Regions from separate parts of the Mus musculus genome. Here region 1 is linked to region 2. The links are chromatin contacts, called in public Hi-C maps. All regions are on one chromosome and are shown on one strand. Each heading gives the region's core, a stretch centred on a gene start, on an enhancer-like site or on the middle of the called end of the contact. The rest is flanking DNA. Distances are from core to core; before and after follow the strand shown.

What was found. Hi-C and Micro-C count contacts between places; a contact is called where the count stands out from the background.
Region 1: a Hi-C map of cerebellar granule neurons shows a contact between it and region 2, with 1.7 times the contacts expected there. The contact joins two enhancer-like sites. A contact is called at or near these places in 4 of 484 Hi-C or Micro-C datasets (the N1E-115 cell line, cerebellar granule neurons, cortical neurons and 1 more) and 2 of 115 datasets of contacts at active chromatin or transcription factors (acute myeloid leukemia and stem cell-derived neural progenitor cells).

What each region holds. Positions count from the first base shown.
Region 1 is chr4:9,511,585-9,516,921 of GRCm38.p6, forward strand. Asph (aspartate-beta-hydroxylase) reads right to left here. Exons shown (of 24, transcript NM_023066.3): 19 at 3,005-3,094. Among named protein-coding and RNA genes, the nearest start is that of Asph, 150 kb to the right of the region's middle. Within about 2 kb of position 3,392, at least 8 of the 459 cell types and tissues checked have an H3K27ac peak or open chromatin away from gene starts, as enhancers often do. A contact at or near this core is called in cerebellar granule neurons, where this site is marked.
Region 2 is chr4:9,025,912-9,031,266 of GRCm38.p6, forward strand. No RefSeq gene overlaps it. Among named protein-coding and RNA genes, the nearest start is that of Gm34428, 20 kb to the left of the region's middle. Within about 2 kb of position 2,045, at least 164 of the 459 cell types and tissues checked have an H3K27ac peak or open chromatin away from gene starts, as enhancers often do. A contact at or near this core is called in cerebellar granule neurons, where this site is marked.

The DNA.
Region 1 (5,337 bases), core at 2,142-4,641, 490 kb after region 2:
ACACTGTCTGTGCAGCCTGCTCACCGTTCTGTGCGTACTGAGGCGCAGTAAGCACCATGCACTTAACAACAGCCTTGAATTGGCACTCACCTCGTCATGTTAATCAGAAATAAAATCCTCACAATGATAGATTAGAAACATGAAAATCGCTTCTATTCATACAATATAGAATAGATTCAACAAATTAGGCTAGATTATTTTTAAAAACCACACACATAAAATGACAACAAAAATTTCTAAAAAAAAATTCTGTCAAATAAGAAACTTGTGAATGTGATGTGTACTCTTTTTTATTTTTTATTTTTTTCCTTTTGAGACAGGGCCATGAAGCCCAGGTGGGTCTCAGACTTGCTGTGTAGCTGAAGATGACCTTGAACTTCTGATCCTCCTGCCTTTCCTTTCAGAGCAATAGTACTATGGGATGTTCTACCACACCCACATCATGTGGAACTGGGGACAGAAACACTAGGCAGGCAATCGAGGAACTGTGCTACATCCCAGTCTCCTTAAATGTATTTTACATCAATGCCATTTCTATTTTTGTCAAATTATTGCTATGTGTTCTTTATGCAGATACACACAGACACCGACAGACACTGACACACACACAGACACACAGGCACTGACACACACACAGACACAGACACACACACACACACACACACATACACACACACACATACACACACACTGAAAGCTTCTAATTCTGAAATCTGTGTGATAGATCTGTCCTGAGAGGCTCAGCTTGGGCTGGCCTGTCTGAAGTGTTGGTACATTTTGGGTATAGCACTCGGTTACAATTTACCTGTGTTGAACTATAAATGACATTGCATAGAAATGGGGCTTTGTTTTATTTTGAATCACAAATGTTTTGAGAATTAGGTGGCTGGACAGAAAGTGTAACTAACGTAAGAAACAACAGTGGGGTGCTTACGAGTTACTGAGGTGGCTGATGAGAAACTGGAATTAACATGCCCTGAAGAAAGGGGGGCTACTGATGAGCCCAGGAATTCTGATCCTTGGAACTTGCCCTCAGGAAGGGAGAGAAAGAGGGAGGAGCTAAGGTTGATCCCAATTTTGATTCAGGAGTTGGCAATAAAGGAACCTGAGACCATCTAAAAGAAAAATGGCGGAGAGGAGAAGGGAGCTTGCTGTGCGAGCAGTATGCAGTGCCCTCGGACTGGCTGGAGATGTGTGAGCATGCATGTGGAGAGTGAGACCAGAGCTGAAGACAATGTGGACTCGATATGAAGCCTCTGAAGCTTGGCTGCTCCAGGGCTGCCGTGGGTTGTCTTCCTCTTTCTCCTCCATACTACCAGAAATAGTCACAGAGATCCATTGTCTCAGCAGTCTTTGTGGCAGAGGCTGTGCGTTTGCCTCCCAGTTGTGTGCGTCCTCTCTCAGACCAGCAGTGAGCTCCACAGAGGCAAACGCAGAGGGCGGCTGCTTCCCAGTGGGTAAGCTCTGACGCAGACTCCACACTTAGTATTGGGTTATGCTAACATGGGGTGTCTATGGGCTTGATTCTGTTCTGTGTAAGCATGAATCCTTATGAACTTTCCAAATTCAGGAACTGTGCGGTTCTTTGCATATTAATGATAATTATGCTGGTATAACAGCCCCTAGGCTTAAACACCAGGCTCATAACAAGTGTTCAGTAGTGAATTCATTGTCCTTGAAGTAAGAGCTGTTTTCATCTAAGATATGAGATAAAGTAGATTTCTTTTATCTGTCTTTGCCCTGTACCACGGAATGTTCAAAGACAAATTAATTAGTGACAATTATATTTACAGAAATTGAATACAGACTTTTCCCGAGTGTTGGCTACTGTGGCAGACATTTTCTTGCCCTCCTCATCCAAAGGAGGGTTCTTTTTACAGCAGGAAGGTACAGAATAATGACTGCCGTCAGCAACGCCTCCCCTCCTCTTCACTTCTAGCGTCGTTCTATTTTAGTCAGATGATTGGTAGGTTAAAGGAGGAAGGTACACATGAATAGAAAGGTAGAAAGAAAACAGTGTCAATCATCAAAGTGCTACTACTCGGAATAACTCCTGTTTCTTGCAGGAGACTGCGCAGTCACACTGCTTCTCTGAGCCCCTAGCTGCCCAGAGGGTCTTATATTCTTATGAAATCTAGAAATTTGAAGCTGCATTGTCCTTAGGTGTCACATATGAAGGGCAGTGGTTACAAAGGGTCACTGTTGTGTTGGTGTTTTTATCTTCAGACTCTGAAGACAGCTGAAGTAGAATTTCTACAGTGGTATAGGGCGGAAGAGGTAGGCCTTGTTTATTGGCAGGCAAATCATGGGGGTCATAAAAGGGCTAGAAATCTGTGGTACATGACCTCACGACTGATGTCATGTTTACACAGGCTGACAATTGTACGCAGGAGAAAGGTAATGATCAGGAAGAAAATTCACTTGTTTCAGTTACTGCATCCATGCATGTTTGCGTTGGTACCTGCCACTGCCCTGGCTATAAATGTTCAGCTTAAATTGAAAATGAAAAGTACATGGTTAAACGTTAAGACCACTATGCTAAGGATTAGTCAAATAGTTGGTTCTAAAAATGACTACTGCAGAAATTCCAAAGTAAAACATTAAATATGTAAATGGTTTTAAAAATTAAATCAATTTTAGAGAACTCTGTATTTCTTAATTTCAACTATACTTTTCAAAGGCAATTATCTTTTGCTACACACATAGATACACTCGCTCAGATGCACACACAGACACACACACACACAGACACACAAACAATCACAGATACACACACAAACACACCCCCCCCCAAAAAAGAGGCGCTTTTCAGATTACACATCTGAAAACACCAACTGGAAAAAATAAACTGTAAAATCCAAATCCCAAAGATCTTGTAAGAACATTGGCTTCATAAGTTACGCTAAGAACGTTTGTAAAGTTCTAACTGATTCCCAGCAGTAAAAGTCCCCACCCACTAGTTTATCATCTATTGGAATAAAGTCACAAACCCAGTTAATCGTACCTCTTTGTTCCCGACCCTCTGCATGGCATCCCCCAAGTGGAAGTAAAACCGGCCATCATCCGTGCCAGGGTCCCCAGATTCGATTCCTTCCTGGAAAAGGACAGTGTTACCATCTGTGAAGGGTGACATTTGGGGGTCTCATCCCTTGACCTCTGTAGATTTTCCTTATTTATGAACAAAAACATCTCATAGGAAAACATAAGACCTTGAAAATTTTGTCTCATTATTAAAAGTAGATGATGAGTTTGGTCCACATTTTACATGTAAACATAAAATGAGATAATCTAAACTTAACGACAAGGTTATCATTAACCGCTAGTGGACTAGCCCAGGAATTAGCAAGCACGCTGTACTGCCACAGGGGAGCTATCATATTCCAGGGCTGCAGATGGTTTCCCTGGCTGGGTTTTTCCACATTGACTTTGCTCTCCAAGTCTGACCATATGCCACCTACAGTCTTTTATTCCTGAACCCAAACACTGTTTTGCTTGTGTTTCAAGGGATGACAGTGTGAGTGTACGTGACAGTCCTTTCTACCCTAAACAAATGTGCCACAAGCAGCTAATGAAACTTCTTACTAACATTTACAGGATTCAAGCCAACACCAACTGGAATCTTGACACAGGTAATTTTTACTGAACAGCTTCTATTATGAATTGCTCTGCTCTTCCCTCTCTCCATAAAAGCACTGGAAATGAGATTCTTATTGTAAAACGGGAAGAGAAAATACTGAGACTGAATATGGAAAAGAAAAAAAAAACAAAAATGTGAAATAGTTTAATGGCAGGTATTCTTTTCATAAACGACATCTTTGAGGCTGCCCCAGGAAAGGCTAGCAAGATGGCTCAGTGGGTGAGGGCACTTGCTGCCAAGCTTGATGACCTGATTTTCATCTCCAGGTCCCAAATATTGCAAGGAGAGAGCCAGGTCCTGTAAGTCATCCTCTGACCTCTAAGTACATGATGTGGATGCACATACACATGAGTACATACCCATGGTTATATATATACGTATATGTGTATATATACATATATGTGTGTGTGTATATATATCTATTTTATCTCACAAATGACATTTCTTCTGAGAAAAGATAATGACCATATATGTTTTCTATTCTTTCATATATATACATATCTGAGAACATTACATAATATATTTCATATATAATATTATATCATTACTATTAATTATTTAATTAATATAATATCAATAAAATCATTAATATTGCAGTAGCATTAATATTAATAGTATAATGTTGTACTTTATGATATTATATATAATATATCATTAAAATTGTATATTTAAGTAACATTAATTAATATTATTAATATTGTCATATTATTAGTATTAATAAAACCATATTGTATTATGTATACATATTATAATATTAAGATTAATAATATAGTGTTATATGTATAAAATGCAATATATAATATATCATGTTCATATATATGTATATATATGAAAGAATAGAAAACATATATGATCATTATCTTCTCTCAGAAGAACTGCTATTTGTACAGTCTTGGAAAATAGCCTCTAACATAACAGACTGACAGCCGGGCGTGGTGGCTCACGCCTTTAATCCCAGCACTTGGGAGGCAGAGTCAGGCGGATTTCTGAGTTCGAGGCCAGCTTGGTCTACAAAGTGAGTTCCAGGACAGCCAGGGCTATACAGAGAAACCATGTCTCGAAAAACCAAAAAACCAAAAGCCAAAAACAAAAAACAAACAACCAAAACAAACAAAAAACAGACTGACTGGTGTAGAGTATCCTTATTTGTTAAATGTCTGCCCTAGCTCTTGCTTGCTTGCCCACTGTTGTACCTAGAAGAATACTATCAGGCCTCCAGAATTGAAGACAATGTGAGCGCACTTTAAGCCAGACCAATGCACATGCCCACACAGCCCTGGTAAAATGGAAAGGTCTGCAGTGTCTGATGACAGGCAGGGCAGATGGGAATATAAGCCATCTAGAGGGGCATCATGCTCAGCACTATGCCCCAGGGTTGTGGGCCAGATAGGAAGCTAGAAGTGTGCCTGACCACACACAGTGTGGGCATTCTTAAGACAGGCAGCAATTGCAACAATAAGCATTGTTTGAAGAAGTCACAGAAGCCAGCCATACTGCTATCATAAAGGGGGTTCAAAACTCTCATGCATACATGAGCTATGTATACAGCAGCTCTCCTTTACAGTGGGTCAAACTTTTAGCCATCATATTGTTCCTACTCAAACAAAAGCAAACTAAACTTAAACTTTAATTCCCTTCCTCAGTTACAGTAGCCATGGTTTAGATATTCAGTGTGTGAACAATAAATATAAGTGATCTTT
Region 2 (5,355 bases), core at 795-3,294:
TCAGTATCACCCTAAGTGAGTGAGTGCCACCCTGAGTGAGTACCACCTTGAGTGAGTGCCACACTGAGGGCTTCCAGGTAGACACTGCTTTCCCTTGGCCCTTGTGTATTCATGGCTTGTTCTGGATCACGTGACTAATGCATGCTCCGGACTTTTTCTACCTTTATTTCACTGCCTTCTCGTTCCTCTCTCCCCTTTCCTTGAGAAATTTCAAGAAAGTTCAGTGCAAACAATTGAGAAACTCTAACAGAAACCCAGGGCAGAGAGGGCAAAGGGCTAAGGAGGAGGGGCCAAGCCCGGTGCCTTCTCTTGAGACCCAGTGGGAAGGGCAGTCTAGGGCAAAGCCTCCATGGAGTCTTAAAAGACCAGCATGCTTCCTTTTGACAGCTGACTTGCAAAGAGTTAACCCTTTGAGGAACCGTCCTGTATGATTTGGCTACTGCTTTGGCTACGGCATGAGTGTGAGGACCTGTATTAGGCTAACAAGCTATATGGTTTGCTACCAGTTTTGACCAGTTTAGATATCACCGTTTTCCCAGAATACTATCAAAGTACCTGAGCAACCCAACTTCCTACTACCGGTTTCGAGATGAGATATTCACACAAAGAGGGGAATTCTGTTTTCCCAGAAGGGCTCTTGTCAGAACTCAGGTTCCAAAGAACCGTGGATTAGGCATGGAAGTTTCCGTGGACCACTTTTGGTTTGGGGGTTGGTGTGGCCGCAAATGCCAGGCTGTTTCCCAGCATCTCCCCCCACTACAAAGCCTAGTTTCTTCCCCTTGGGTTCCTAATGTACTTTTGTTATTTATATCTTTAATTGGGTGAGAGTACCCAGAATTGTAAAAAAAAAAAAAAATCTGAATAAGTAAATAAATTTAAAAATTAAAAAACTCCTAGTTGGTGATGTCTGACTTCCTGTGTTCATGTTGTTGCGCTCTTGTTGCTGTGGGTTTTTGTTTTGCTTCTCGAATGTTGTTGTTTTCCAGGAAAGCTGTCGTTTATCGTGAGAACAGGAGCAGCCATGTGTTGATTTTTCTGGATTCCTTTTGGCTACTGTCCCAGTGCTAATGAAGGCCCTTCCAAAGTGCTAACGAGCTGGTGCCAAAATCAGTTATGCCGAAAACAATGGAGAAGCGTAGTGTGCAGACAGCATGTATACCCCCATATGCACACACGTGTGCATGTGCTCGCGCGCGCACACACACAGATTTAAGATAATATATTCGTGTGCAACTTCCTGTTTGTGCAAATTAGACATAGCTGTTCGTGCAAATATGGCGTGCACGTTGGAACTTCACAAAGGAGAATGTGAGGGTTCCTTTAATGAAAAGACTTATATTTGGCTGCCGAAATCATTCCTTGCTCATAGGAGGAACAAAGTTTCTAGATTTTTCTGGGCACAAATTTTCTAGCTGGGAAGCTAGTTAAAATGTACATTCACGAACTTAAACAGTTTAAGGTGTAATATCAATGTGACTATAGATTTTATTTTCCTGAGAGGAAGATCCTGCTATAAGAACCACCAGGCACTGTTTAGTTTAGGTTTGGCCCCCCTGGATGATTTTAGTAAAGTCACCAGCATTGATCTTTGAGCCCTTTTAAGGTGTTATTTTGTCGCTGGGGCTCTCTCTGGCTTCCATGGCTTCTTCTTGCCTTCCTCTCAGTGTGTAATTACTCTCGCCTCAATTTGTTTACACAGCTTGGAGATGGGGACAGAGTTCTCTGGTGACCGTGCAACTGCAGCAATCACCGTAAAGAGAAGCATTTAGACGCTATAAAACCTAAACGCCCGGCATGCACCATTACATAGCAGTTACTGAAATTTAGCAAATTAAATTAAATAATTTAAATAACTTGATTTCAGGGATTTAAAAATTCATCTCTGTGGAATCCAGTAGTCAGTTTATTATTATTATTGTTGTTCATCAAGTACAATTTATGTTTTTTAATGAATCAAAATCCCTCTTCGGCCGCCCAGTCCACAGTAGCTCTCGGCACCCTCGATTGAGTCGGTATCTTCGTGCGCCATCTTCCGGCAGCGTCTAGTACCACGGCCGCGAGGTATCAGCCCAACCCTGGGCTGCGGAGTTGGGGGAGTCGCCGCGACTGCCAGGGTGGCCAAGTCTCAGTCTCTGCAAAGATTCACGGTTAGGACAATGCTCGAAGCTATTGAGTAAACTGCTCCCGTGGGCTTTGTTATTGTGGGTCACCCTGAAGCACGGGGACAGCCCGGAGAGACTCTGACTGTGGAGGCTGGAGGCTTGTTTTCTGTCAGTGGACGCCTGCTCTCATTCCCCATCAACGACTAGATGTGACTGACCTGCCATTTGTCCCACATCACCGGGAAGCCAGCCGTCCCTCCACAACCCACGGCTTTTCTCTGCTCCACCAGGGCTCCGTTCCAAGGGGCCGTTGCACGTTTAGACGCACAGCCCAGATAAAAACCTGTTTTAAATATTTTATTTCCCTTTCTGAAACAGTCAAAGCCATGTGTTGTTGGGATAATGGAGAGCTGCGCCTTGTTTTTAAGACTATTTTTACACTTATGTTCAATCTAACGATAGTTTAACAAGTAAACAACCATCAGATGATACTGATCGGGGTTGAAGGAGGGAAATCCTTTCCTAAGCAGCCCTTGGCGCCTTGGTTTGACTTATCTCGTTTCGGTTAAGTGCCACCTACGTCTTTCCCCACGTACCCTGGTTTGTAATCCAGTGCACCCACCCACGTACAATGGCTAATAATCCAGGCACCCAGGAAAGGAATCCTCTACCCTCTCGTTGGACCTCTTTCCTGGCTTCTAGGCAGAAGGCAGTGTGGGGAGCTGAGCGCCTGATTGCTTTCCCATTTAACAACTGGCTTGTCCCCTCCCCCACTACAACGCTTCAGCGGAGCAACAGATGGTGTTGGGGGCTTTTTTTTTTTCCCTGAGTTTAAGATGGTTCATTTTGTGCTTTCTCGGGAGAACGATGAAGATTAACTCCACTCCATCGTGAGCTCTTGCAAAAGAGCAAAAGAGAAGATGTGATATCTTCTAAAAAACTCCCACTTCATCTTGCCCCTGTGTGGCCAGTGCGTTCTTTGTCATCTTCAAGTGGAAGTCTCTTCTCTCTTCTTAAAATTAAATCCCTTTCCTCGTCATATCCCCCTGCTTTCTTCTTTCCTAGGCACACACTTTCCATGTCTGCACAGAAAAGAAATGTCAGGAAAAGTTGTCAGACAATTTATAATTCTGTACATGTTAAGTTACGGATCTCTGGAGATTTTGAAGGCTGTTTTATTCTTTCGAGCAAAAGACAAAACTCAGTATCGGCAACAGCAACAGGGCTGGAGAGGCTGCTTAGCAGGCAAAGGCACTTATGCCCAAGCCCAAGACCCTGCGCTTGATTCCAGAGTACCACATGGTGGAAAGAAAAAACAGACTCCCCAAAGCTGTTCTCTGACCTTCCACACCTGCACGGCAATACTCAAGCACTTCCCACACCCCCACACCACACCCCCACATCACCCCTACCCCCACACCACACCACACCCCCACATCACCCCCACCCCCACACCACACCCCCACATCACCCCCACCCCCACACCACACCACACCCCCACACCACACCCCCACACAAGAGAGGGCTTGACTCAGACTTACACATTAAATAAATAACATTTAATAGAGAACAGAAATCACACAAAGGGAAATATTTAAGAAAATCAGATTAAGGCTGAGTGTGGCGGCTTATGCCTATAAACCCAGATATTGGGAAGCTGAGGCAGGAGGTTGGCTATGAGTTTAAAGTCCACCTGAGCTATGGAATGAGACCCCTTCCTCTCTCAAGAAAGAAACAAACAAATAATACAATACAAACTGGCATGATAACACATGTCTGCAAGCAATCCTAGAATGTGGGAAGTTGGTTTTATAGTGAGTTCAGTATTCACCTGACCTACACCCTTAGGAAGAAAGCAATAATCAGACCGAGGGCTGATGGCATTCCTCTGTTGTATTACATTGAAGTAGCAACCGCAGACATAAAATGAAGAGATGGTACTAGGTAGTCTTGTTCCCAATAATACAATTATTTACTTACTTAAGAATTTTTGAGAGAGGCTCATAATATAGCCCCAAGCTGGTCTTTAACTCACCACCCTTTGGCCTTAGTCCTCAGTGCTAGTGTTAAAGGAATGTGTCATCGAGATCAGCCTCCATCCTTAAAGGTCTGAGCACCTTCCTCTAGCTGCACAATGATGTAAAAAGGCAAAACGAAACAAAAGGAAACAACACAAGAATCTGTTAGACATCAAGGCTGAACTGCTTTTCCTCCATCTGCTAACTGAAGGCCAGTCCTTCTCAGCTCCTGGTGTTGTATGTAGCCCATGTCATTTAGTGTCATTACAGTGTCATTAGAGTGGCCTTGGTTCCACACTTGCCTTGAGAGGCATGCTCCTGCCTCGCACTTGCTCAGCCCTTGGGCTAATCCGGAAGCCTCATCCTGACCCTGCGTTCCTCCACAGTCCCTCGGTGTCGTGAGCTGCTAGTTCTAATCTTATGCAGTCATTTATTTGAGTTCTTTTTCTCTACTTGAAAGAGGAGGCAAAGAAACCTAGGCATAAACGAGCCCTTTCAGACTCCCTGTTTGTCTGTCTCTTTATGGAGAAACTCAGGAACAAAGTGACTTTGTGCTTTCTGAAACCAGAACACCTTCAGGAACATGTTACAAGCTAAATGGGATCCCCTGCCTCAATTCCCATGCTGAATTCCTCCTTGGTAGCTTGGAAGGAGACCTTATCTGAGACAGGGTCTTTATAGAGACGGATAGGCTAAAATGAGGTCATCAGAGCGCATTCCAACCCAGTCTGAATGGTGCCCTTGTAAGAAAGGGAAGTTTAGACATGTTTAGAGAGACAACTGCGTGGAGGCAGAGGGAGAAGATGGTTACCTACAAGCTAAGGAAAGTGGCCTCAAGAAATTCTCTTAGTGTTCTTAGAAGGAGACAACCCTGCTGCGGAGTTGATTTCAGGTTTTTGGCTTTTGGAAGGTGAGGCAGCAAGTTTCCATTGTGTAAGCCAAATGTGTTTGTTGCTGAGGCCAAAGCATCTTATAGAAAGAAAGATTTGTGTTGGCTCCCTGTCTCAGAGGGTTCCAGTTCACGGTGGCGGAGTCGGGTAGGATAGAGCAGTCCGGTGTGGTAGCTGCAGCATGTGACAGATGTTCCTCATATGACAGAGGATGAGGAAGCGGAGGAGGAGGCTGAAGGAAGGGATGACTTTCAGGGTTGGTCTCCAGTAGCTACTTTGCAGCTTCCCAAGACAGTACCAGGATAGTACCAGGATAGTGGGGGACACAGTACCAGGATAGTACCA